2 separate regions of the Mus musculus genome follow, and region 2 is linked to region 1. A link is a contact called in public Hi-C data. All regions are on one chromosome and are shown on one strand. The core of a region is the stretch at or near the end of the contact, and the rest is flanking DNA. Distances in the headings are between cores, read along the strand shown.

Evidence for each region. A called contact is a pair of places that touch in the nucleus more often than the background predicts.
Region 2: a contact with region 1 is called in a Hi-C map of embryonic stem cells, with 2.0 times the contacts expected there. The contact joins the promoter of Alkal1 here to the enhancer-like site in region 1. A contact is called at or near these places in 1 of 15 datasets of contacts at CTCF or cohesin (the NIH/3T3 cell line), 4 of 484 Hi-C or Micro-C datasets (bone marrow-derived macrophages, embryonic stem cells and nephron progenitors), 1 of 115 datasets of contacts at active chromatin or transcription factors (embryonic stem cells) and 1 of 9 other capture datasets (adipose tissue).

Annotation. Positions count from the first base shown.
Region 1 is chr1:6,278,875-6,285,751 of GRCm38.p6, reverse strand. No RefSeq gene overlaps it. Among named protein-coding and RNA genes, the nearest start is that of 4732440D04Rik, 66 kb to the right of the region's middle. Within about 2 kb of position 3,266, at least 19 of the 459 cell types and tissues checked have an H3K27ac peak or open chromatin away from gene starts, as enhancers often do. A contact at or near this core is called in embryonic stem cells, where this site is marked.
Region 2 is chr1:6,355,142-6,362,018 of GRCm38.p6, reverse strand. It overlaps Alkal1 (ALK and LTK ligand 1), which reads right to left and starts at 2,688. Exons shown (of 5, transcript NM_001195732.1): 1 at 2,505-2,688. The coding sequence starts at 2,688.

The sequences.
Region 1 (6,877 bases), core at 2,017-4,516:
TTCTGTGGGAGCCAACACATTCTTTTGGCCTCACAGGGAGCTTTACACATGTGTGCATAAACACACACACACACACACACACACACACACACACACACACACACACTAAAAATATTACAAAACAAAAAAATCAAAATAAACTAGTACTATAGTAGATACCTGTAATTTTAGCACTCAAAAAGCAAAGGCAGGAATGTCATGAGCTTAAGGCTTGTCTCTAAATAAACAAAGAAATAAAAATATACCACTATATAATATCCCTGGCCTAGGCTTCATCTATGCTATATGGTACATTTTTAATTTGGATTTTTAAAATAACAAATGATTCATTTGAACAATGTCTTTTGTAGGGATGAAATATTCTTCCCCAAAGATTCATGTACTGAAGTTTTTAGAAAAAGTTGAAAGTCCTCCCTAGATAGAGGATAGGTTACTGGGTACAGTTGTTGAGCACTGTACTCTGCCCTAGATGCCTAGCCTCTGTTTCCTGTCTTTTGGAGTGAGCAGTTCCTGCCTTGTGCCCTGATTATCATGGCCTTCTGCTGTACTGCAGATCTAGATTCAAGAGCCAACGAATAGACAGGAACTAAAACAAATAATCACCATTTAAGATGTTTTGCCGTGGCATTTGATTACAACAATATAAAGGTAATTAACATCACTTATGATCAACCTCTTTGAGGTTCAGCAAATGTATAGGGGGAAGCACACTGAAGGATGCTACTCAGATCGAAAAACATGGTAAATCTGCTCCACAAGTTAGTGCAGATCCTTGAAATGTTAGAAAAGAGATTGATAGCCAAAATATTTTGGAATCAAAATCCTTAAATATTAATAGAAACAATATCAAGAGAAACCAGGGGGTCTTATATGCTTGTTAACAATATATTTGGGAAGTGGGACATGACTAGAAACAAAACCATATAGATACCTACGGGAAAATGAACCTTATAAACTGGACTCAATGAAATGGCCAGCAGGAAAACATTCAATGTATGGGACTTTTACATGGAGGCAAAAGGAAAGCAGAATACAATCTCAAGAACTATAGTTCTCTTGAGAAAATAAAGTCAACATAACAATAAAACACATGCTTAAAATACATTCAATATATTTTCTACAGGAAAGCAAAATAAATACAAAAAGATAAAAAAATTATGTTAGATACTATGAATAGGGAGAAAATGAGGGTAGGATTTAAAAATTATATATTTATATTACATATTATATTATGTATATTATATATATGCAGAGAGATAGTAGAGAGATAGATAAATAGAGTTTTTTGAAATAAGGTCTCACACTGCCCAAGTGGACCTTGAACTAGCTATATACAGTTGAGGGAAACCTTAAACTTCTGATCTTATGCTTACATCTTTGAGTGTGTGGATCTCAGGCATAAATTGCCCCACTGGCTTATGCACTGCTTGGGATTAAACCCAGGTCTTTGAGCATGTTAGCTAAGATTTCTACCAACTGAGCTACATCCTCAGAAAAAAATGAAGGTAAAAGTATCACAGAAAACAAAACTAAATGGTAAATATGTGAAAAAGATAAAATAATTACAAACAAAATCCACCTAACAATAAAGTCTCTAATACATTTGTCAGGACTATGAGTCAAATATGCAAAAAAAAATTCAATGTATTGATCCTCTTTATACGTGTATCTTTTTTTTTTTTGATCTGTGTAAGAAATTTGTTGGTTTTTTTTTTCCTCAAATATACGATGGTATTTTCCTATTTTCTTCTACATGTTTTACTTTTCACATTTACTTCAACAATACATTTCATAAACATTTTTATGTGTTTCAGATAAAGTTTGTGGCTACAGTACATTCAAGGTTGAGAGAAATGGGTTTTAAAAAACAAACTGTATATATTAAAGTTGTTTTCTTTGGAATCCATTTTTAAAGCAATTCTGTTAAGTAGATACCCTGTTCCTTACAGCAGGTTCTGCAAAAGACACTGGAATTTTCTATAGGAAACAAGTCGAGATTTTTCAAGGAAGGTGATGATGAAGTTTGGTAATGGGCACCGATGCTGTGGGATCTCTGATAAGCCTAGCCAAGGTAAAGGATGGGATCCTAATGGGAACTGGAAGTGGCTGACTGCAGGTTCTCGTCAACTCAGCTTCTGTGTGGCCTTCAGTGTGTGTCCTGATCTTTAGACATTAACATCTTTGTGTTTTGTCCTATAATGTGTGAATGGTTTACCGTGTTTGCTCTTACCCAGAATATTCCTTAAAGCAAAATGTTTATTTCTTTCAAGTACAAAGTCTGGTCAGAAAATCAAGTTTCTTGTAAGTGTAGGATTTATCTGAGCAGCTCAAATTATCATGAGAAGCCCATGGAGAAGACATTGTCACTCTGTCATTTTCCATGACTCATGAACCATGTCCTTTACAAGAAATGGTTGTTTTCTTAATCATGAAAATCACTGTCGATTCCAGTAACACCCACTGTGGTTTGCTACTACAGTGAACTTTGTAGGGTTGTTTTATTTTTTTTGTAGGTATTCATGTGTACTTGTGTGTACAAGTGGCATACTTTAATATGAACATGAATATGGATGTTGAAGATACATCACACGTCCTCCTCAGTTGCTTTCCACTTTATTTTTAATCAGGTCTCTTACTGAAGCTGCCTCACTGACTCAGCTAGTCAGGCTGGCAATAAACTTCCGGGATGCTACAGTCTGTGTCCAGCACTGGGATTACAGGTATTTGCTGCTATGCCTGTCTTTGTTGTTGTTGTTGCTGCTGCTGCTGTTGTTTTGTTTTTGTTTTTATTTTTGACATGGGTATTTGAGATCTGAACTCAGTTCCTCATATGTGGCAAACACTGTATCAAGTGAACCATCTCCTCAGCTGTTGTCTCCGGCCAGCAGATCACAGGTCTGGGTTCTAGCCTGGAGAGGCATTCTGGAAACCTGGAAGAGAAGAGGGGCTAGGCGGCGAGATAAAGACGGAACCAAGACAAGGCTCTGCTCAAGGTTCAATTTTACTTCTCCGACACTCCATTATGAAGGAAGCGGAGGGGCCGACTCCCGCCAAATAATCTTGGAGTAAGGTTGCAGGTGAACACGTGATGGCTTCAGAACAGCAAAGCGGCAGGCTCCAGCAGTGGGCGTGGCAGAAGGATTGAGCGGCAAGCTCCACCCCTGAGCAAGCAGGTTTCAGGCTGGGGGAGGGGAGACTACACTCAGCCCCTTTCTTTGTGGGCTTGTCTGTTAATTTTAACAATGGGATCTGAGTACCCTAGGTTGAATTTGAATGTGGTTTTCTACTTGCTTCAGCCTCCAGAGTGCTGTGATCAGAGGTAGATACTCCCACTTCTGGTTTACAGTAATCTTGAATACGTGATCTTCCATCTTGTAGTTATATTTGGGACTCAGTCAGAATAAATGTTTTATATTTCCCTGCACATGAGCACTAAAAAGTCACTTTAATGTCAGGCATTATTTAATGGGAATTTTCTAAATATCATTCTAATATGCTTTTACTGTCAGCATCTGTACTTATAAAATAGAAATGCTATAAGCTGTTAAAAGTGCTCAAAATTCAAGATATGTATAAATAATCTGGGCCACTCCCAATTCCATGTGGATTTATTATATTTAAAAATATGCATGAAGAATATACTCAGAAAGCCAGATAACCTCTCTACCTGGGAAAAAGAAGTGAAAAAAAAAAGTGGATAAGTAACTGGCAAACTGGAGGAGCGGCCTATGGTGGTGCCGCTTCTAAAAGAATGAGCAGCTCAGCCAAGACCAAGGCTTGTCAGAGGCAGAGGGTCCAGAAGAAGGGCCATGAGACAGGTAGAGAAAGATGAAGGTCTCCGTAAGTAGGAGTTGCCAAGGGAGTTCTCCATAAGGACAGATAGCTACAGCAAAGCAAGCCAGGGAGAGACTAAATACCAGTAAGTTGGGGCATGTGGCTGGGAAGTAGTTAGGTAAGCATAGAGGGTTAGAAAAATTAGTCAATTGTGCTTAAAGCTTGTTGAATAAATATTTCAATAGGTCTCAGACTCAATTATTTGGGAGCTAGCCAGGTTAGAAAAAACTTTTAAGCTTCATCCAATATCTACTTTCCAACAGGGATACAGAATTTATTAATATTTTTCATAGCAACCTATTACTTACAAGTGTGGTGTACATTTATAAAAAAATAACAAAATTAATACATGAATACTTACTCATGAGAGTATTCAGAAAACTAAACATATTTGTAGATTGTAATAGCTCTTTCTATAAAAGTGATAAAAGTGATGACTATTTCTTGAATACAACCATGTCCTTTCAATTTATTACATACACAATAATGTTACATGCTGAACCTGAAATATCCTCTGAAGGATCAAATTTTGAACACTTGGGCCCAGATATTTTGGGAGAGTTCTGTACGTAGACTTTGTCAAGTAGAAATGAGCTGAAAGTGGTGAGTTCCTGGAGGAAAGTTCTCAGGGACATGTTATCCCTGCCCCTTTCATGCTTCACTCTGTTTCTTGGTCAGCTTAATATGAACAACTTTACCAACATATTCTTGCTTTTATGATCTGAGTTTCTCCTACCATGAAGACGGGAGTCAAAAGAATTCTGTCAGGCATTCTGTTACTGCATTGCAAAAGGTCAATAAATCCTACCTAGCTCTTGATGTTCTGGCCTAAACACTGTAGCTAGTTTATGACGTAAGATTGTAATGGTCTCAGTAGACAGTGGCTATGCTGACTTTTGTAGCAGTGAGGGGTATGTATGTTTCTAGTCACTACTGGTTAATGTGGAGGTCTGTTGGCAAACCAGGACCTAGAACTGGAAGAGGATCTGCTACTCCCAGCCTATGTGGGCTTATTAGGGCTGGATTGATGATTAAATGCATGATCAAATGCAAAGTGCATTTCTTAATGTTCTTATTTAGAAGGGCACTGTTCTAGAACATGTCACTGTATTTACATATATGTGCATTGCTTTTATGACTGTAAGGCAAGCCCTTTAGTGGACGTGTTCAGAAGATGAAACAACCAATATCAAGCTTCACAGGAAGCTGCTCTCACCCCCTTGGCCGAGGTTAAACTGGAACACTCATGAGAATGTGGTACTTCTGGGAGCTGTTAAGTGGACGAAGGCAGAAGGGAAAAGTATAGCTTCGTGTTAGAAAACTCAACCTGGTTTAAAGGCAGTATGAGACACCCAGAAGCTATAGCGAAACAGGTCGCACAGGGAGCTAAACTGTAATTTGTGATGAGAGAAAATGCTGGGAATGCGGAGTTTATGCTTGTGAGACAGGCTATGCGTTTTCAGAAGAGTTGTGGTTAAGAACATAAGCATTCGTGTTCATCTCCTAGGCTAGTTAAGGTCATAGTCACTTGCAGAGCAGAATTCCAGAGAGATTACAAGTGACACCAGCAACACGAGCTCTCCAGCTCTACTGGAATTGGATGATGACGGTTCTAAGGCAGTTAAGGAGAATTACAACATCATTTCGGAATCAGATTCCCAGAAGCCTTTTTTTAAAAGGTGCCACAAAACCAGAGTTCAGAAATAACCCCCAACATTCATAAAACAAAACAAAAAGACTGTCAAGGGCTATGGAATCCACCAGAAACTCCTAAAATGGTAAAAATGAAAGTTGAACGCAACTTCAAAGATTAACAGCACACTGACATAAAGTGGTGATGTGTGTAAAATGGTTAAGCAGTGTTGCCATGGGGTGCAAGGTATGTATAGCAAGGCAGCCCTGGCTGCATTCTAACAGGACACATGCGTGCAACTGCTTAGATTGGAAGCTAAGTGAGGGAGGAACCTGAGTTGATCTTAAGGGCTGCTACTCTTTTCTTAACATTGGAAATGACATTGCTAATAAGCTTTAAGATAGGAATGAAAGAAACTGGTGTTGCTTACTCTAAATGGCTGCCAAGTCTGAGACACCCAAGAAGTATGTAAACCAAATAGCTTACAGCTGACTGCCTTGTCTCTTTACCACTATGTTAAGAACTGCTTGGGAGAATTTCCATCTCACCCATAAAGATTATAAACTGTACTACTTAAAATTTTTGGCTAAAGACAATGTACCAAGGGTATGAGGAACATATGAGCTACCAGTTAGTAGGAATTAATAAGTTTTGCTTCCTAGCTTTTAAATAATTATCAAGGCAGTTAAATTTATGAAAATTAAGCATTACCAACTTTGCTTGGCTTTAGTTCACATGCATCCACATGATTTCTGCTTGATTTTTGTGTTGCTGAGGACCAAACCCAAGCTCTCACTATGGGCAAGCAATTCAATGAAGATATATCCCCAGCTGCATATTTTTAAAAGCCCATGTATATCTGTAAACCTAAATCTTAAAAGACAATAGCTATTTTAGACGTAGCTTTAAAAAGGACTGCAATTTTCCAACTTTTTTCTCTCAGTATCCCTGGACATTAACTCCGTGTTGAGTCTGATTTTGACCCAAAGAATGTGGTAAAGCTTCTGACCTATGTTGTCACTCTTACTAGGATGTTGCTGTCTCTTTGTGAGCATCAGTTATCAAAAGGGCTATCTATACAAGGCATTCCTAAATCAAATATGTGAGGACATGGCTATATGGACTATTCGATCCCAGCCCATTGACACACATCCCCCCAGTGAAATGAGTAAATAAATGGTGTTATCTTAGGCCCCAACGTGTTAAAATGATCAGTTACACAACACACATCTAATACTGAAGTTCTAATAAAAAGATCTGGATGAAACAAAACACCAGAACATATTGCTGTAGTAGAGAACAGACTATTAGTAGAGGTCAAAAAGGTTGAGAAAATGCTGTTCAAGACTGGAAATGTGGAGACTTATGGTTAAAACCAGGAAAAACAATTGGCCACACTAGCAAAACTGC
Region 2 (6,877 bases), core at 1,439-3,938, 77 kb before region 1:
TGCAGTGCCAGAGATGATCTGTGTGGTCAAAGTACCAGAGGAGAAGCTGCATTTGAGGTAGTTTTTACAGGTGCAGAAAGAATTCCAGAGAAAAAAAAAAAAAAAAGAAAGAATTCCAGAACTTAAGCCTAAAAACACAGGCAGGGACACAAGAGACTTCTGCTACTCTCACACGATTACCCAGTGGGAGTTCCAGGACATTTTAAACCACCCCTGAACTCGTTTTTTTTTTTTCACCAGCTGAGGCTGGGTAACATTACAGGTTCTACTTTAGACTAACAGAGGGCAACTGCAGGCTTGCTCAACATGGATGACAGTCGTTGGCCTCGAGGACTTGGGAGACGCTTCCTCCTGGATGAATTATGACCACTTACCGCTCCTATGAAAACTTCCCGATGGGAACTTGTCTTCTCTGCATTCATGTCCTTGCTTTTCCTTGATCCATGTCAAGAGTTCCATTCATAGACTCAGATGTAACCAGTCACCCTCTCTCTCCCCATGTAAACAAGATACAGTAATCAAAAGATGAGGCCACCTCAAACAGCTGTAGAAAGCAATAAATTTTGAGGGTGAGTCATAGCTCATTTTCTTTGAGGCTATACGGTTTTTACATCTTCTTTGTCATTTGGGAGGAGAATTGCTGGTTGAATCTAGGCCCGCATGTGTTCTAGGATATAGTTCTACCACTGAACTATATCCCCCAATTTTCTCCAATGTCTTTAACCAGAGAAATCGCATTAAACTAAAATAAAACAGGTAAAATTCATGTGTTACCATAAGTGATTTTGCAATTTGATGTTTTTCTCACGTTCCGTTTGTATTCTAAAGCAACACTAGTACCTGAGATAAATAGTTTTGTTAGCAATAATTTTCAAGTCAAAGGGTATAATAATGTGAAAGCATCAAGGTATGACTCCCCCATACTGAATGCCCCTACTGCCTTATCTGGAGAGCTTCCAGATAAATAGGTTTGGTCTATATCCCCTTACTAGCCTTCCATGTCTTTCTGTCACTTCCCTCTGCTTCTCTCCCTGCCTGGCTCACTCAGTCTGTGTATGTGCACGCCCCTACTCTCTCTCCCTCAGACATGTAGTGAAGGACAGACACACTTGTCCTCCTATCCATCTTCTTGATCTCAGTTCTCTGCAAGGTATGTACCTGGGAAGGAATTTCTCACTAGAAGCTATAGGGTGACTGGGAATATATTTATATCATAACTGGTAAAATAGGTATGGGTCACCTCTTAGCCCAGAACTTGGGATGTGAAGGCAGGAAGATTTCTGCAAATTCAAGGACAGCCTGAACTATAGATTGAGTTCCAAGTAGTCTGAACTATGGAGTAAAACTTCAAGACAAAACAAAACCAGCTAGAGTGAGAGAGAGAGAGTGAGAGAGAGAGAGAGAGAGAGAGAGAGAGAGAGAGAGAGAGAGAGACTAAGAAATCCTCACCTCTTGTTTTCTTTAAAGTGAAGCCTGAGCTACTATGGTAGTATATGCCAATAATTCTAAGGCTGACCCAGGAGGCTGTGAAGCGGGGGCTACAAAGTGCGACTCTGCTTCAGACAAAAGGGAATTAAAATGAATGGAGGGAGAAGAAAAGGAAGGAAGAAAATAAGGCTCAAGGAAGGAGCAAGAGAGAAAGGGAGAGAGGGTGCAGAAGAGGCCTTGGGTGCAGTGGTATAATTAACCCAAGCCACCCCTGTGCTTGCTTTGTTCTCTCAGCAAGTTCAGTGAAGGCCAGGGAGACAGGCCCTTTGCTCCAGCTTCCCCTTGCTCTGACTACAGGCTTATGCAAAGATACTCCAAAGTGGCTTTTCTCTTCCTCACCACCACCTGCCAGCCTCTTACACTGCTCCCAGCAATCCTTTCTCTACACCTCCTGTTCCCCTTGCCTTTTCATTCACACATCTCTGTGTGTAGGTGTCTTGCGGTGCTGGTTCTCTATCCTGACAACTTTTCCTACCTTCCTCCTAAGCATCTTGATAGCAGGAATGTCCAGACTTGACATTGGAAGAGATTGTAGCGTTTAGGGCCCATCTAACTGATCCAGGGGCAAAAAAGATCGAAGCAGCCTCAGCCGTGGCAGCTCCCTGAAATTCCCACTCTGCCTGAGGAGTGCCATGTTAGTTAAACCGCAGAAGACCCAGAGAGATCTCTGGACGGTGATCTATTGTCACATACATAGATTGTCCATCATCCTGAAAGGCAAGGTTGCGACCCGAGTCTTTCCACAGTTGGGTTAATGTATTTCCAAAAGACCTCCCACAGTTAGGAATGAGGCATATAAAGCTGATTTTTTTCCCCCCAGACGAATTTTGTTGTTGAAGACTGAACCAAGGCAAATATAGTCAACCTGTTATTTCCTTCCCAGGGAAAAGATTCCCAGGAATCTACAGGTGTCCACCCTCTGCTCTACTTAATTCAGCCTTCCCGACAGCAGCTTGCCCAGCTATAAGAGTGGTTAGACTGTAGAAAGGGCAGGTCAGGGGTCATACAGGGCTTACCTGTGCTCCGGGAGGCTCTGGGAGGCAGGCGAGTCCCTGTCACAGGGAGGAAGAGCTCTGGCCTGAGCTCAGCGACACGCGCTGCCAAGCTTCTCTGGGGCCGCCCCTGAGTCCCAGGCGGGGACAAAGCCAGCGCCAGCAGCAGCAGTGCGGACACCGGGGTGCTGGGCTTAGTGAGCCACATGGCCTCCGTGTCCGTAGCTGGGAGCGGCAGGCTGGGGCGGCAATGGAACTTGGAGGCGCGGGTGACTAGGTCTAAACGCTCTAGGGCGCTGGGCGGGGACCGGAGGCGGGGCGGTGCTGGGGGACCAAGAGAACCCAGGACGAGGGTATGTCGGGACACAGGACCCTCCGGAGCTCACGCAGCTTCCGGGGGGATCTTTTCCTCGGCTTCAGGATGTGGGGCAGAGACAGGACCAAGTCGCACCGGCGAGTCACAAGTTCTATCCGGCTCTGTCTCATGCCTTAATTGTGGGTCTCTGGGTCATGGCTTCCGTTGGTCCATGGGATCGAAAGCAACTTGTAGCTCTGGACACAAGAGAGCGGGATGGGGTTTCTGCTGGCAGAGGCAGGGTGCAGAGCTCTTGGATCATGAGCTCCGCAATGCCACAGAGCTGGCCAGGTGAGCATTCCCGCTGTCCCTGAGTCCAGAGTCCCCATCGGTCAGAGACCTAGAGGAGGCAGAGCCTCCCCTAGAAAGTCAAAGGATTTATAATCGGGACAGCAGAAGCCATGAGTGGCCACACCGGGGCACAACTACCTCTGTACTGGAGACTAGAGATCTTCATGGCTGGTTTTTTTATTTGCCTGTTTTTATCTATCTATCTATCTATCTATCTATCTATCTATCTATCTATCTATCTAACTATCTATCCTCTATCTATGTATCTATCTATCTATCTATCTATCTATCTATCTATCTATCTATAATTATGGGACTCTTATCACAAAGTTTTGTCGGTGTTAATATCAAAGAATGGGAGAGGATAAATTCATTCGTTTAAAATCAAGAGTCTTAGATGAAGCAGTACTTTGTCAGTTATGATTTGAGCCATTTTGTCTGCCTGACTTAAGTATACATATCAACATGCCCATGCTTGATTATTAATTACCCTCTCATAACTGAGGGGGATGGAAAGGCTCTGTGGTTCTCTAATCATTGATTGGCTCGAAATTTCTCTTCAAAGAGACCTGTGTGTCTCAAACTGAAAATAAAAAATCTCAATTTACTCAAGCATTACGTTTTCAAGCATGCCCAGGAAATTGTAGCAGGAGGCACAAAACACTTTTATAAGAGCTTTATAAAGTCATGCCTTTGACTAGAACTCTTTCAAGAAAGTTGTTGTGCAGACTTCCCACTCAGAACGCTTGAGGAAGCAGTAAGCGAACCATTGATTCCTAAGCAAACACCATAGCATGTTGATGCTCCCATTCCCAGGCAGCCTTAAGAGTCCTTAGCAGAAGGAACAAACTTTCTCACGTCTTAAGTGAAATGCTGAGAAATTACAAGTTCACAGACATGAACAAGAATTTCACATTTAAATTTAATTAGAAATATCAGATCGGAAGTTTAGTATTACTCTGGAACACAAGGCGCAGGGAGTGGGGGGTGAGTGAGGGTGGAGACCAGAGTGTGAAATAACACTGCTAGAGAAAATACAGAAGTGACAGACATGAACCCCCAAGTCGCTAGGAGGGAAAAAAAAGCATGAGAGCTGTTTTTTTCTTCTTAGTGCCAAAAGGAAGGTAAGAAACCAAGAAACTCTTGACAGGTGGTCTGGGACTTGTTGCTTGGGTTTGGACAGTGTGAAACAGGGCAAGATTCTCTCTCTCTCTCTCTCTCTCTCTCTCTCTCTCTCTCTCTCTCTCTCTCTCTCTCTCAAAAAAACTTTATTCCTTTTTCTTTTTTACTTTTCTCTCATATTACATTCCAAACACAATTTCCCCTACCTTCCCTATCCCACTCCCTCTCACTCCCTCCCCTCTCCCCCAGAGCCACTCTGCCTCCATTTTTCATCAAAAAAGAGCAGGTCTCCCAGGAATATCAACAGAACATGGCATAACTTGTTACAATAAGACTAGACACATACCTTCATATCAAGGTTGGATGAGGCAACCCAGTAGGAGGAAAAGAGTTCTAAAAGCAGGCAAAAGGGTCCAAGACAGCCTCTGCCCCCACTGTTAGAAAACAGCATAATAATTTTGTCAAAATGAGCAAATTGTCTGCACCTCTCTGTTGTAGGGCTTTTCTTTGTGATTTCTTGCTGTTTCCTTGAGTGCTACCTGTTACCAAATGCTAGTATGTTCAAGTGGCTACTCGAAGTTTCAGCTTAGATCTAATCTCACAATAGTTGCTAACTTCCTTCATGTGATATTTTGTATGTAAATAATGAGTGTTCTGTTTAGAAAAGGACACTTAGTAACTGTGGTGGTTTGAACCAGAATGGTCTCAATAGGCTGATAAGTTTGAGTGTTTGAGCCCTAGTTAGTGGAACTGTTTGATGAGGATTAGCAGGTGTGGCCTTGTTGGAAGAAATGTGTCACTAGGGGTGGATTTGAGGTTTCAAAAGCCTACACTATGCCCAGTCTAAAGCACAATCCACTGGCCCTCTCCAGTCCTTGTCCCTTCTCTCCATTCCCCTCTCTCTCTTTTTTTTTTCTGTCTGCAACTTGTGGATCATGTGAGCACTTACTGTTCCAACATAATGCCTGCCTGCTACCACTATCTTCTTCACCATAATGATCATGGACTAACCCTCTAAAACTGTAAGCTAGTATTTCTTTTAAAAGTTGTTTTGGTCGTGGTGTCTCATAACAGCAACAGACCAGTAACCAAGACGATAACTCATTTTTAAAATAATTCTGTTAGCTTGTTTTATAGGCAGTGTCTCACTCTGTAGTTCAGAATAGAATGAAACTCAATAACAGACTAGGGTGGCCTCGAAGTCATGAAAATACACCATGTCTGACACCTGAGTTCTGGCACTATATAAAAAAAAGCACCAATTACCTGCAGCTAAATAATTCAAAATTTGAAGTATACATTTAGAAATATGCTTTTTAAGTCTCAATACTCAAGCTTTATTTTTTCCTTCATTTTTTTTATGGATGTTCCAACCCTCATACTTTATTCTTTGTTCCATCACTTATATATCCCAGCAAAATCTTTCCAGCAGTATTAAATTACAATGTGATTACATTTTAGTTTTCTTCTAGTAAGTGGTTACAAACAAAACAAAACAAAACAAACAAAACAAAACAAAACAAAACAAAACAATGTGTTTTGCAATACGTTTACAAGAATAGTATTATGTAGTACAGTTAAAGAAAAGAAATTATTGCTTTAGGAGGAACAACAATATGAGCTAACCAAGTACCCCCCCAGAGCTTGTGTCTCTAGTTGCATATGTAGCAGAGGATAGCCTAGTAGGCCATCAGTGAGAGGAGAGGCCTTTGGTCTTGAGAAGATTATATGCCCCAGTACAGGGGAATGCCAGGGCTAGGAAGCAAGAGTGGGTGGGTTGGGTGGGGGTGGGGGGGTATAGGGGATTTTTGGGATAGCATTTGAAATGTAAATGAAGAAGTTATCTAATAAATTGTTTAAAAAAAAAGAAGCAAATCCAAAGCTTCATTTATTTTTCATGTAAATAAAATAAACCATTTCAGTATCAAGTCTCAAATGGAGAGAAGATCTAGAATGCAGCCCCTGGGGTTACCACAGTCACATGACACAGCTCCAAGGACTATGTGTCCTGAGAACTTTATGATGTTATGGAGTTTTTCTCTGCTTGCTGCCCTCACATTCCTCTTAATTTAAGAATTATAGGAAAACTCTAAGGGGGTTCAAGTCACTCACTGGGCAACATCTCTGGCACTCACAGTTGATTTCTTTTATGTATTTCTGCCCTCAGCTTCCTGCTATGATTTATTAAGAATTGCTCCTTTGTTTTTCTAACAGACTCACACTAATTAATCAAAGTTAGGCTTGACTTTGTAATTCTCCTGCCTCAGCATCCTTAGTGATATGATTATAAGTATGTACCACCAAAACCAGTCATTTGTTTTCTTTTTAAATCATTTAATAAAACCTGTTACATTCCTCTAAATTCTTGACACCAATGCTCTCTGAGCTGGGGCCTGGTTGGCACAACATGACAAAACCCAACAAAGGGCCAAATCATCGATACACCCCAGAGCATCTGTCATACCTCCCCTGGAAAATGGAGAAGGGAACCAGTGACTTCAGTCAACATAATGAGTGTTTCTTCAGGGAAACAGAAGTTAGTGGTACCTGATGCACTTTGCTGTTATGTTCAAGTGCTCATCAGAAGACTGAATGATAGGGAGGACAAGTAGAATCCTGTGTAACCACT